2 separate regions of the Danio rerio genome follow, and region 2 is linked to region 1. The links are chromatin contacts, called in public Hi-C maps. All regions are on one chromosome and are shown on one strand. The core of a region is the stretch at or near the end of the contact, and the rest is flanking DNA. Distances in the headings are between cores, read along the strand shown.

What was found. A called contact is a pair of places that touch in the nucleus more often than the background predicts.
Region 2: a contact with region 1 is called in a Hi-C map of hematopoietic stem cells, with 2.8 times the contacts expected there. The contact joins the promoter of prr15la here to the promoter of cbx1a in region 1. A contact is called at or near these places in 5 of 18 Hi-C or Micro-C datasets (caudal fin, embryo, hematopoietic stem cells and 1 more) and 1 of 4 datasets of contacts at active chromatin or transcription factors (embryo).

The regions. Positions count from the first base shown.
Region 1 is chr3:22,799,905-22,805,753 of GRCz12tu, reverse strand. cbx1a (chromobox homolog 1a (HP1 beta homolog Drosophila)) reads right to left here and starts at 4,195. Exons shown (of 6, transcript NM_199746.2): 1 at 3,978-4,195; 2 at 1,855-1,954. The coding sequence starts at 1,909.
Region 2 is chr3:22,927,898-22,933,802 of GRCz12tu, reverse strand. It overlaps prr15la (proline rich 15 like a), which reads right to left and starts at 2,243. Exons shown (of 2, transcript NM_001003478.1): 1 at 2,051-2,243.

The DNA.
Region 1 (5,849 bases), core at 2,946-5,445:
CTTTGTGTTTGACAGCAAAAGAAACCAAAACCAATTTGAAACAGAAGGCGATTAAATGATGACAATTTTTAATTGACTTTAATACCAACTATGACTTTTTGTATTCATCTGATTTTAACTGCATAAAAAACACAATTCGCTCAAACAATTTCTAAAGAGTCAGCATGAACATATCATTACCGTACGTTCACACCGAAAGCGGCGAGAGCGTCAAAGTAGCCGGAAGTCATTCATTTTCAATGAGAGCCGGCGGCGATAGGCGACGATAAGCGGCGAGGAGCAGCGCGGCGCGTCTTCGCCGGCGTGAGCGTCGAGGAGAGTTGAAATGAAGTCAACTTTATGGTAATGAGCTATGACGCGTTTCGGCGGCAAGCAATCAGAATGAAGACGTCCACCGCTTGATAGCAGTTCAGGGAACACAGACCTGTGAACTTTGGTTCCGACCACAGTTGTTCCCAAGGGTTTGATTATTGCGGTCGCCGGATTTCCAATTATTTACAATGTTTTCTTACAGGAACATACATTAAATAAGTCACTGGCGAGTTACTGATGTTCATTAATGTTATATAAATTTATCTTTAAAAAGCGGGAATCTCACGCGATGTGACAGTACAAAACAGTACTGCTGCTTCAGGATATTTCAGACATACGGACACATATTGGATAAATAGAGCAAAGCCACACCACACGCAACTTGATCTTCCATTGTTATATGAATTTGATAAAAAAGTGCGCAACATTTTCACGCTAAAAACATGCCTTATGCAGGAATGTAACTGATATGCTGCAACGGCTCCTTTAAATATGAGATCAATGTAGCGAGTTTTGACGCTCTCGCCGCCGGAGCTGAAGGCAGTCAGCGTTGTCGCCAGGGCGGCCAGAGCGACCTTGGACGCTCTCGCCGCTTTCGGTGTGAACGTACGGTTAGTGTCACATTCCAAGCGCAGCAGATACTGGTTTAAACTTGATCCACGAGGACTTTATGCTTTTTACACAACTTCCTAAGGCTTTGAGATGAAATGCCTTAAGATATTGGAATCAACCATTTACTCCAGACTAATATATTCTGACAGAATTAAGGAATAAATGTACACAGTTTTGTACAAATATCCATACTACACATTAAGGTTGAAAATACATAAGTTTAAATGATTTGGGTCAGCAAAAAATTTTGATTGTATCTTATCACCAAATTGAAGCCTGCATTTATTTGAAGGAAAAAGTAAAAAAAAAAAGTCAATCTAATCAAATTAGGAACATTTCTTATTAATCAATAAGTATATTACACAAACTATACATAATTTAATGAGTTAAACTATTATCTAGAACACTTGAACAGCAGTTTGAAAGTCACATAACATGAATGCTAATCAAACCTATTATTATTGAACGTTGATATCTGCATTTTATCAGCATAAGGCAACTAAAATTTGAAAATCAGCATCTACTGTATATGCAAATATTTATGACCCATTAGCCATGAACTAACAATTGCAATATACCTGCAGTATTTACTAACCTTGATTGAAATTGACTAATTATTAGACACATTTCTCCTGTTTTAATACAATTTAATTGGTAACTAAAAAGTAACTATAAGCTGTTCTCTCACACCCAGAATACTCCATTTTTAATACCATTGACCTAATAAACCTCAGTAGAAGCACCTCTACTAGTCACTGACAAGTAAATGAAAATGAAAACGCGGTCATAAAAACAGTCACCAACAACCCTGTGATTCAATAAAAGCAGCTTTAAGACAGAAACACTTAAGTGATTTTAGCAGCTGGAAATAATAAAACCCTCCCCACACATGTGAATAGACAACAGCAGTAAATGAGAAAGTTGAGACACCTTCGGTGACGCTGGGAGCATCACTAACTGTCTCTGTAGGTTGGCTCATGCTCATCGAGGCTCTGCGGAACCTTCCGGTTCCTTGTCAACGTCAACAGTGCTGAACAGAGTAAAAGTGTGGATTAGAGGGGATGGGGGCTCAGGTGACATCAGGGAAACAACACAAGGCAGGAAATAAAGTTACACAGTATCACTGTGGATAACAGTTCAGTAGATCTAGCTAACACAGCTTTTCATGGTACACTGCTCCCTTTTGAGTTGATTCAGTTAAAATAATGAATCCTAGCTATATTAAAAATGCATTTTAAAAATCTTACAAAACTTTTGTACTGAATTCTTTTTTGAGACCAATAATCACATTTTTCTAGTAACTGTCATTAAAACATTTTTGTGAGCTGCAATAGACCATTAAGTTGCTGACTAAATAAATCATAAACAGATATAGCATAATGAACCCTTTTCACAAGACGCATTTAACGGTCATCACAATCTTAAATTTTCTTTTGCATTTTTTAATTAGTTTTTAACATTTATTTATCTTATAAAAGCGTTTGAACATTTATGAATGTATCATATCATCTTTGCATCAGATTACAAAAAACGAATTACTGTTTATGTGTTTTTGATGCAACGTCTATGGAGTGGCACAGTAAATTTGACTTTATTTTCTCCTCTGGCTGCCGTCATCAGTCTCACTATTTTATTTCTTTTTCTGAAAGTCTTGATAACACCGTTGTGGCATTTTCTTTCTTTATTTCAGCAAATAGATTTGTAAAAAAATATTTGTTGTACTCTCTCATTTACGACATTCTAAGTTTACCCAGCTATGACGATTTCTGCTTCTGAAAAACCCCGAAAATGTGATAAGCGTCTATAACAGTCTAATAAAAACATTATAAAACATGATAATCAACAATATTTTGCACTAATATGCTGTCTAGGATGTGCCATTCTAAGATTTTTCTAGAGATTTCAGATAATCCTAATTAATCAACAGATACATGTACATATAGACAGAGAAATATAGACCTAAAACAACAACAGGCTCCCATGTTATGATTGTTAAATAAAACAATCTAAATAATTCCATCTCTGTCTGTTTTGCATAAGACCTGCAGAGTAAAAGTAAACACCCATGTAGTCATCATGGTTCATATTTTAACTTTACATTCATTTTAAACACTACTGCTAAGCATCAGCAACGTATATACATAACTACTTTATTTCAACTCATAAACAGTGTCAGGACCGCGAAATTTAAAAGAATAATTTATTTAAAATTGAAAATTATAATTTAATCACGCTTTACTCGTTCCTAACCAGTTTGACTTTCCTTTGTTGAACACAAAAGATGATAATTCGAAAAAAAGCAGGAAACATGTAACCATTAAGGTTAATACTATTTTTGTTTTTCCAACTATGGAAGTGAAAGGTTACGTGCTTTAACCAAAAAGAAACTTAAAAAAATACACGAGTGAGTAAATTTTCACGCTTGGAGTTATCCCTTTAACTCCATCGACGTGCACGCGCAGACAAGGTACTAGAATTTTCCAGTCCTTTTTCCTGCTGACACGAGTTGGTGAGGTAAAATATTCAAATATGATGTGTAATGTTACGGTGAACGCCACATAGATTTCTTTTTAAAAGTGTGTTTCCGAGATAACGTTACAGTAGTTTCTGAACGGCGCACGTGCACGAGGAAGGCGTTTCTGTCTAGCACGGATCCGAGCCAGGAGGTTGACTCTATAACACTCACAATTTAGGTCCAAAGGGTATGACACCGACGACATTATTACTGGCTTGAAAATACATGCATAAAACGCTCCAATGCACAACAAATCTAACTTTATAAATCTAAAAATAACGTTACTCCTAATATACGCGACACCGACTAACTAGCCTTGTGGCTAATGTTGCAAAAGCATGGTAGCTCACTTCTCCATGTTGACCTGGATTCGACTAAAACAAATGATAAACATTCATCAAAATACGACTAAAATTGTATTTTAAAACAACACTGCATAAAACACTCAAAACATCCACCTGTTAGTAACAAAATCGCATTTCTTGAAACACAATCAGTCCTGCAGTTGTTTTTACAATCTGCACGCAGCGCCACTTACCTGTGTATTACTGAATTAACGGCGAAAAACGCCAAAATGGGTGGTTTAGTGCAGCTAGACCGGGTTTAAATCTCGACAAACTTTAAAATCTGTCGACTGGGGGTAGAGTTTGTTTTTATTTTACCGAGCCTCCTTGGTTGAGCAGACAAAAGGTAACGCTACACGAAAGGCTCCAGCAACCCGCCAATTCGACCGAACGTGCATGGGTACGTACTACAATGGTGCATGCTGGGTGCTGTAGTTTACGTGAGTACTACAAAAATGAAATCGCATGGAACACTCTTGAGGAGGTTTCTTTGCGAAAAAAACGAAAACTTTGTGTAACCACCACAAAGCATATTCCTATACATAGGCCTATATGGTTCTTTACCTAATAGTAGCATAGACACAGGGGTGAATTTAACCCATAAAGAAAGTTAAGCCCCAGGAAATCTGAGGGCCCCACCATAATACCTAGAAGTATAAATTATACTATAAATTATATATAACATAGTTTCCTATCATATTTTGTACGGTGATCTCATTTTTAGTCAATTTAGCATAATATAAGTTCAGTGGACTCATAAGGTTAATTTGTTTCAGTTTAAAAATTTAAGGCAACCAAGATTTCTTTACAGTGTAGTTGTGAATTCATCTTAATACACGAATCGTTTCAAAAGTTTTACAAGGTGTGTTACATGTTATTATTATTATTTAGCATGAAGATAAAATGTAGAAAAGGATATCAAATGATATAAGAAAAAACAGCAAAAAATAATTAAAAAAATATTAAGTACAAAAGGTGCATGTAAGAACTTGGGCCGCTTGGCTGGAATTGCGTAGGCCTCCAAAATCACTAAATCTGCCCCTGTATAGACGTATACAATTTTAAAAACAACCATAGGCTTGTTGTTCAGAACCCAAATGCATTCTGTATCAATATAATACTTAAATGCTTCAATCCATTTACCCTCATAATGCATATATATATATATATATATATATATATATATATATATATATATATATATATATATATATATATATTCACATTCAGAGACCTTAACTAAAATCTTTAGCTATCTGCAAGTTTAAAAAATTATCATTTTAATTTTTTTAATCGATCACAAGTCAGTTACATGGTTTATGCTTTGTAATGCAACACTTGAACACTTTATCTAAAGAGGTAACAATTATATATATAATTTGAGAAACTGAATAATCTGAGATTTAAGCCATCAGTATGTATAATACAATTTGCTGAAATTAGAAGACCTTGGCAATATGTGCTGAAAAGCAAGAGTGGAAAACCTAAAAAGCTTTAAGAGAAGATCCATATTGACCTTATTCTTCAAAGCGGAAGTGCTCTCGTTTTTGTGATTGTTTTAGAACTTCTGATTTGGATGCCTATGGGAGAAACGACTAGTAATAATAAACGGCAGAAAACAATCCAACTACTTGCTCTACAAACAAGTGTTAGCATGACTATACAGACAAAGCAGAATACTATAAAAATAAAATAACAGTTTGCAACATCAAGGAGCAAAACAAGCTGTTTTTAACGTCTAAAAGTCAATGAAAGTGAATGAGACGGGAAGTCTCGAGTCAAAAAGATTTAAATGGCTGCGCCTGCTCGTACCTAAAGAATAAGGTGAATAGCTTATAGGGAGAATAACTTATCTCTCTACACTCAAGTATCCAGACTTATCTGTTTTGACAGACTCCCTCACATCTTCTGCAAGACATTAATCCAACTCTGTTTCCAGCACTTTCACACACATTTTCCCTGTGCAGGCTCAAGTTACCCCACTGCTTAAGAAACCTATGCTAAACACTTCGATGGTAGACAGCTACAGACCTCTCTCAGTCTCCCTGCTCCCTTTCAAAGCCAAA
Region 2 (5,905 bases), core at 994-3,493, 130 kb before region 1:
AGAACACAAAGTACATTTAGTACAAAGTGCATTTCAACAAAAAGCTCTCATGAGAAATATTAATCTCGGCAGATTTCTCGATGAATTAATTATTCCTGTCGGTGGTTGGAAAAAAAACATCAGGTGTTAACTAAAGGCCCTTGGAGAGCTTCACTTCGGGAACAGTTGCTCTCTGAGGGACTTTAGGTACATACTGCGTAAAAGTAGCCAAGTGATAAGAACTGTGGTGTACAAAATAGTTTTAAGAAAACATTTACTTGTATTTAGCCCATTCTGTAGGCACAAAAAGTGCATGCGTTTAATTTACAGACTATTATAGGTTTTTCTTACATAGATTTTTGTGACAATTATACATCTATCTTTCTTATTAAGTTGTAAACAGAATACATTAAAAATCGAGGTTATTTATTTGAAGAACATTGAATGTTTTAAGATCCTTTAAACAGGAATCTGTTTTAGATGATTTATTTGTAAAAAACTAAACAAGTTATTTAAGTACTGAATTCTATATAAAATGTGTCCACCAAAGTGGGTTCTTAAATAACTACACCCTGGGATTTTGCACTCATGCCATTGAATAACCATTAAAGGAATGGTACATGTTCTTTAAGGAACCAATGATTCCAGAATAGAACTTACATATTTTTAATTTTTCTCATGAAATTTCTTTAGGGGTTTGAGGGGAATGGTTCTGCTTATGGCATTGCTGAAAACTCTTTTGGGAAATAAGTACACGCAAAATATATTAACCCAACATTGGGTAAGATATGACAAACCCAAAACCTTTATGTGAAAACTTTCAATGCATTTTGAAATTAGCCCAAACGTTGGCTTCATCTATATTTGACCCAATGCTGAGTTAATACAACCCATCATTTTTAGACTGAAAAAGAAAATTGGACTCAGGGTAAACTACAAAGAAAAAAATACATTGCTTAGTACTTCAGTGAAGTAGACGATTTGAAAATATCAAATAAATATTAAAGTGGTTTCAAATGTTGATTAAACATCAAACATCCACCCCTGACATAAAGTAAGTGTAAAGCTATTAAATGAATGTGATTAAATTATTTTACATTCATTTTGACAAACAAAATTAGAAATGTTTGAGCTAGCGAGATCTCTGGCCTTTGAGACTAATCTGAGCAGAGTTCTCTTTTCAAATTAGACATGTGATAACTGGAATTTAATAGTCCAGGAGAAACTAAACAAAAAAGGTTTTAATTTTCCTTTCCAGTGGGGAGAATGGAATATTTGTGTTTGAATACAAATATTCAAGCACATGGTAAACAAATCAAGAAGGCATTACACTCACTAACCTCTACTGCGTTTGCATGTAAATTCGTAACAATTTTACTTCCTTCACTTAAACGTCCTCAATAATGGAATCATTTATTTTACTTTATGAATATACCACTATTCTTTGGAAAAATGCTCATTTTAAATCAATTTCTTTTATTATCAATGCTAGAATATATTTAATTTAAATTCAAAGCAACAAATGGTCAAATAAGGATGCCTCCCAAATGTTTTTGTCAAGATGGTTAAGTAAATTCAACATCATTACAAAGGTGTTCATCGAGCATGCTGAACTTGTACTGTTGACACAACTGAAAGAAATGTTTTGCATTTCAAAGTGTTCACTTGATTGCAATGATACCCTCTCCCCACACACACACACACACACACACACACACACACACACACACACACACACACACACCGGCTCGCTAGTCAGTGATAAAGGTTCACTGTTTGCTATAAATGTGTAATCAAATGTGTCTTCTGTTCAAAGGTCATTAAAATTCACAGCTATCAGTATACCTTTTTTGTTCCAGAACTTCAAAACTATTTCCTTCTAATCAATTATTTTTAGGGTAGAACTTTTTATTCCCATTAAAAAGCATTCCCACTTTATCATTTTTATTCCTTTTAGAAGACTTTTATCTGTACACTTTAATCAGTATAATTATAAATTAACTAACTGCAACTGGATGTCATTCCACAGAATTTTCCAGACAGGTCATATCTAGTTATAAGTCTCTCTCACCTGTACAGGTAAAGGTACGTCCGTTGTGACAGTTGTTTGTTATCTGCCTTTGAGGGTTCACTATCCTTCAGTTCAGTTCTCAATCTGGTTGATGCCAGCAGGTGAGGTCATCGGCCTGTAGGACCCTCTTTATTCTTTGGATCTGAATTAGTTTCGGTGTATCTCTGGTCTCCTGCCTCTTCCCCGGTTTGGCTGTCCTGTCCTTCTCTCTGGCAAGCAGGTGTAGATTCACAGGTGCGCGACTCCTCCCTTCATGCAGCCACACACACTCCTCCCTCTGCTGCCTGAATAAACAGCTTTAGGACAATAGCTGAGAAGATTGGGTGTAGAAGATTCATGACGGAATCAGCTTTTGATATTGCATTAGCTAATATTTAAGAGGATATAAAAGTTAATGGGCTTTGGGGAGTGTAATCAGAAGTGATTGTGTGAACGGATTTTATGAGCAGGTGAATTTATGTAAATATACAAACAGATAGCAATAAATGTATGTTGAAACGTCATTTACTCACCATCGGGTCATCCAAGATGGAGGATTTTTTTTTTCAGATGTTCATCCAATATTTTAGAAATTGGTCCTCGTAAACAAAATAATTAGACAAAACCAGACAATAGATATAAGACTTAAATGTAATGATCAGTGAGGTCAAAAAGAAAAAAAAAACTTCTTGCATTATTGCATTTAATCTACAGCCTCAGCAAATGCCCGTTTCCTGTCACATAATGAAGCATATCAAACATTAGGAACCTCTAAAAACTCTTCCATAATGAAATAAAGCATAAATTATATTGCTAATATACAGCAGTTTCAAGGCTGCAAAGAGAACCACAAGAATCATTTTGATGGTCAATAGCCAGAGGCAAATAATGTCCAGTTCCACGCACAGGCTCATTGTTTTGCTTCAGAAGTTCTCAATGTATCGTTTAAAGCTAAGGGTATTAATTTAGCTTTGCTTGTAATTTTCATTTTTCACTTGTGTCAGTAACTGCTGACTAGCATTTTATGAGTCATCAAGGATGTTGGTTTTAGCTATAATTCTTCTTTAATGCTGTACTGAATTTAAATAGTTATCTACATCTTAATAGCCTGAAGGTAAGTAAATTAACAGCCATTTAAAAATGTTGGTAAACCATTACTTTAGGGCACACTTCCTGTCACATTTTTAGGCACATCTACTTAATCTGTTTTAGCATTACTTTCCAATTTGTAGATAATAATAAAGTTATAGACATTTATGTGTAAGTATATAAAATAACTAATTATTTACTTCTCTTGACATTAAACATTTGCTATCTACCTATCCATCTATCTATCTATCTATCTATCTATCTATAGTGGGTATGGAAAGTATTCAGACTCCCTTAATTTGTTCACTCTGTTATATTGCAGCCAATTGCTAAAACCATTTAAGTAATTTTTTTCCTCATTAATGTACATCCCATATTGACAAAAAACACAAGCCTTGTTGATATTTTTGCAGATTAATTAAAAAAGAAAAAACTGAGATATCACATGGTCTTAAATATTTAGACCCCTTGCTGTAACACTCATATACTAAACTCAAGTGCTGTCCATGAATAATTTTAGCAAATGGCTCCAATATAATAAAAAATGAAAAATTTAAGGGGGTCTGAATACTTTCCGTAAACTACTCCAGCCCGCTTTTGCTTTACTCATTTCAAATACAAAAAATATAAATACTGTACAGATATTCATAGATATTGCTTTCAATTGGCACAATTAAATTACAAATTTGAACTGATCAAAAAACTCTGTCAAATCTTTTTTTTTATAGAATGTCAACTCAAATTATTTATTTAGCTCTTTCAAAATTACCAAAACAAAACCAAAGTGCTTTAAGGAGAAAAGCCTTTACTGTATACCTGAAATTACTAATAAATATTAAAACTCAAATTAAAACACTATATATACATACATATATGTTACACTCACTGCAACCCCACAGAGATACCTGTTCAACTGCTTGTTAATGCAAATATCTAATTAGCCAATCACATGGCAGCAACTCATTGCATTTAGTCAAGCAGAATGAAACAGTTAAGACATCAGCATAGAAAAGAAGGACCATAAACTGACAGGGTTATTGAAATTTTGGAAACTGCTTATCTACTGGATTGGCCAGACTGGTTCAAGCTGATAAAGGCAACAGTGACGCAAATCACTTGTTACAGTCGATGTCTAATGTACAACATGATGAATCTTGAAGCAGATCAGCTAATGGAGCAGAAGACAGCTAAGAACCAGAGACTGAGGCAATAATTCACAACGGCTTACCAGAATCAAGCAACAGAACAATGGAAAAAAAGGTTTTCTGGTCTAGTTGTTAATTTCTGCTATGATATTCAGTAGAATAGGTCAGACTGGTGTTAATAACATGAAAGCATGAATTCATCCAGTCTTTTCTCAACAGCCCAGGTATAATAGTGTGAGTATAACGACACACTTTGGACCACTTATGCCTAATTTCCATTCATAAGTGTGATTTAGTTCAGAACAGTAGTTTAGCATGGGTCACTTTCATCAGCTTTATGTTTCCACTCCCATTAATAGTCCATTAACTGTACTCTTACCCAGTAGTTGTGGTGTATGTCAGAAAGTTGTGATTAATGTCATTCTCACTTAAAGAAGAAAGCTATATGGTCGTTCACATATCACGTTTTCTGCCAACTCACTATTTCACATGTAGACACGTGGCAAGCATGCACAAATAAAGAGAGAAAGCTGCAACATGAACAGCCCGGTAAACGACAATAAAGGACAGCTTCTTGCTTCTTGACATAAGGCTCTTTGTTAGAAGATGACAACAAGATTTGCTTGAAAATGGTTCACTGCTGCACATAATCATTGTAATATTACATTTACATTTAGTCATTTAACAGATGTTTTTGTCTAAAGTGACACAATTATAGAGAGGTGCTCAGCGATTCAACAAGAAGAGGCAAGTGCAATTTTTACTTACACACAAGAAGTTAATTAAACAATTAAACAAAGGAACTGTTAGTGCTCAGAAAATTAAGTGCTAAAGTAAGGACTAGCTTATTTTATTTTAAAGAGAGAAGAGCGTCTCTACAGGTGGTTTGTCAAGCCCTTGCACCTGTGTGAAGCACACTTCATAAATGCACAATGTTCTTTTTAATAGATAAGCGATTTAAAAAAAAAAAAAAAAAAGTGTCTGGTGCAAATGTGCAAAACTGGTGCAACCGTCGATTAAAGTGTCAAAGAGAGATTACAACAGTTGGTTTGTCAAAGCCCCTCACACCATTAAGATGTCGTGTTTCAACTGTGCATTAAAAATAGTGATTTTTTGTTGTCTTTCTCCTGGATTGTTACTTGCGCTCGTGACAATTCTCTCTAAACCAATACTGTTGAGCAGCAAGTCTAGCTCCATCTTTTTGGAACCCGTACTGCTGTGCTAGCTACCCTTAAAAAATGGTGCCAAAAAAGTTTGCTTTTTTGGAACCTTTGACAGTGGAAATTAAAATAATCGTGTGCCATACTGTATGGTACTAAACATGGAATAATGATTTAGTAGATCAGTTTTTTTTTTCAGCCCTGTTCCTGGAGGCACACCAACAGAACATATTTTGGATGTCTCCCTTATCTGAACTATTAATTTCAGGTTTTGGAGTCCTTTCTAATGTTTGCATGAGTTGATTCAGGTGTGTTTGATTAGGAAGAGGTTGAAAATGTACAGTATACTGCTGGTGTGCCATCAGGAACAGGGTTAGAAAACACTGTGGTAGAGTACCATTTAATCTATTTAAAGCCACTCAGTGGAAACATATCAGCTGAGCATAGTTTAAACACCATAACCTGAAGATTATTGTTTATGA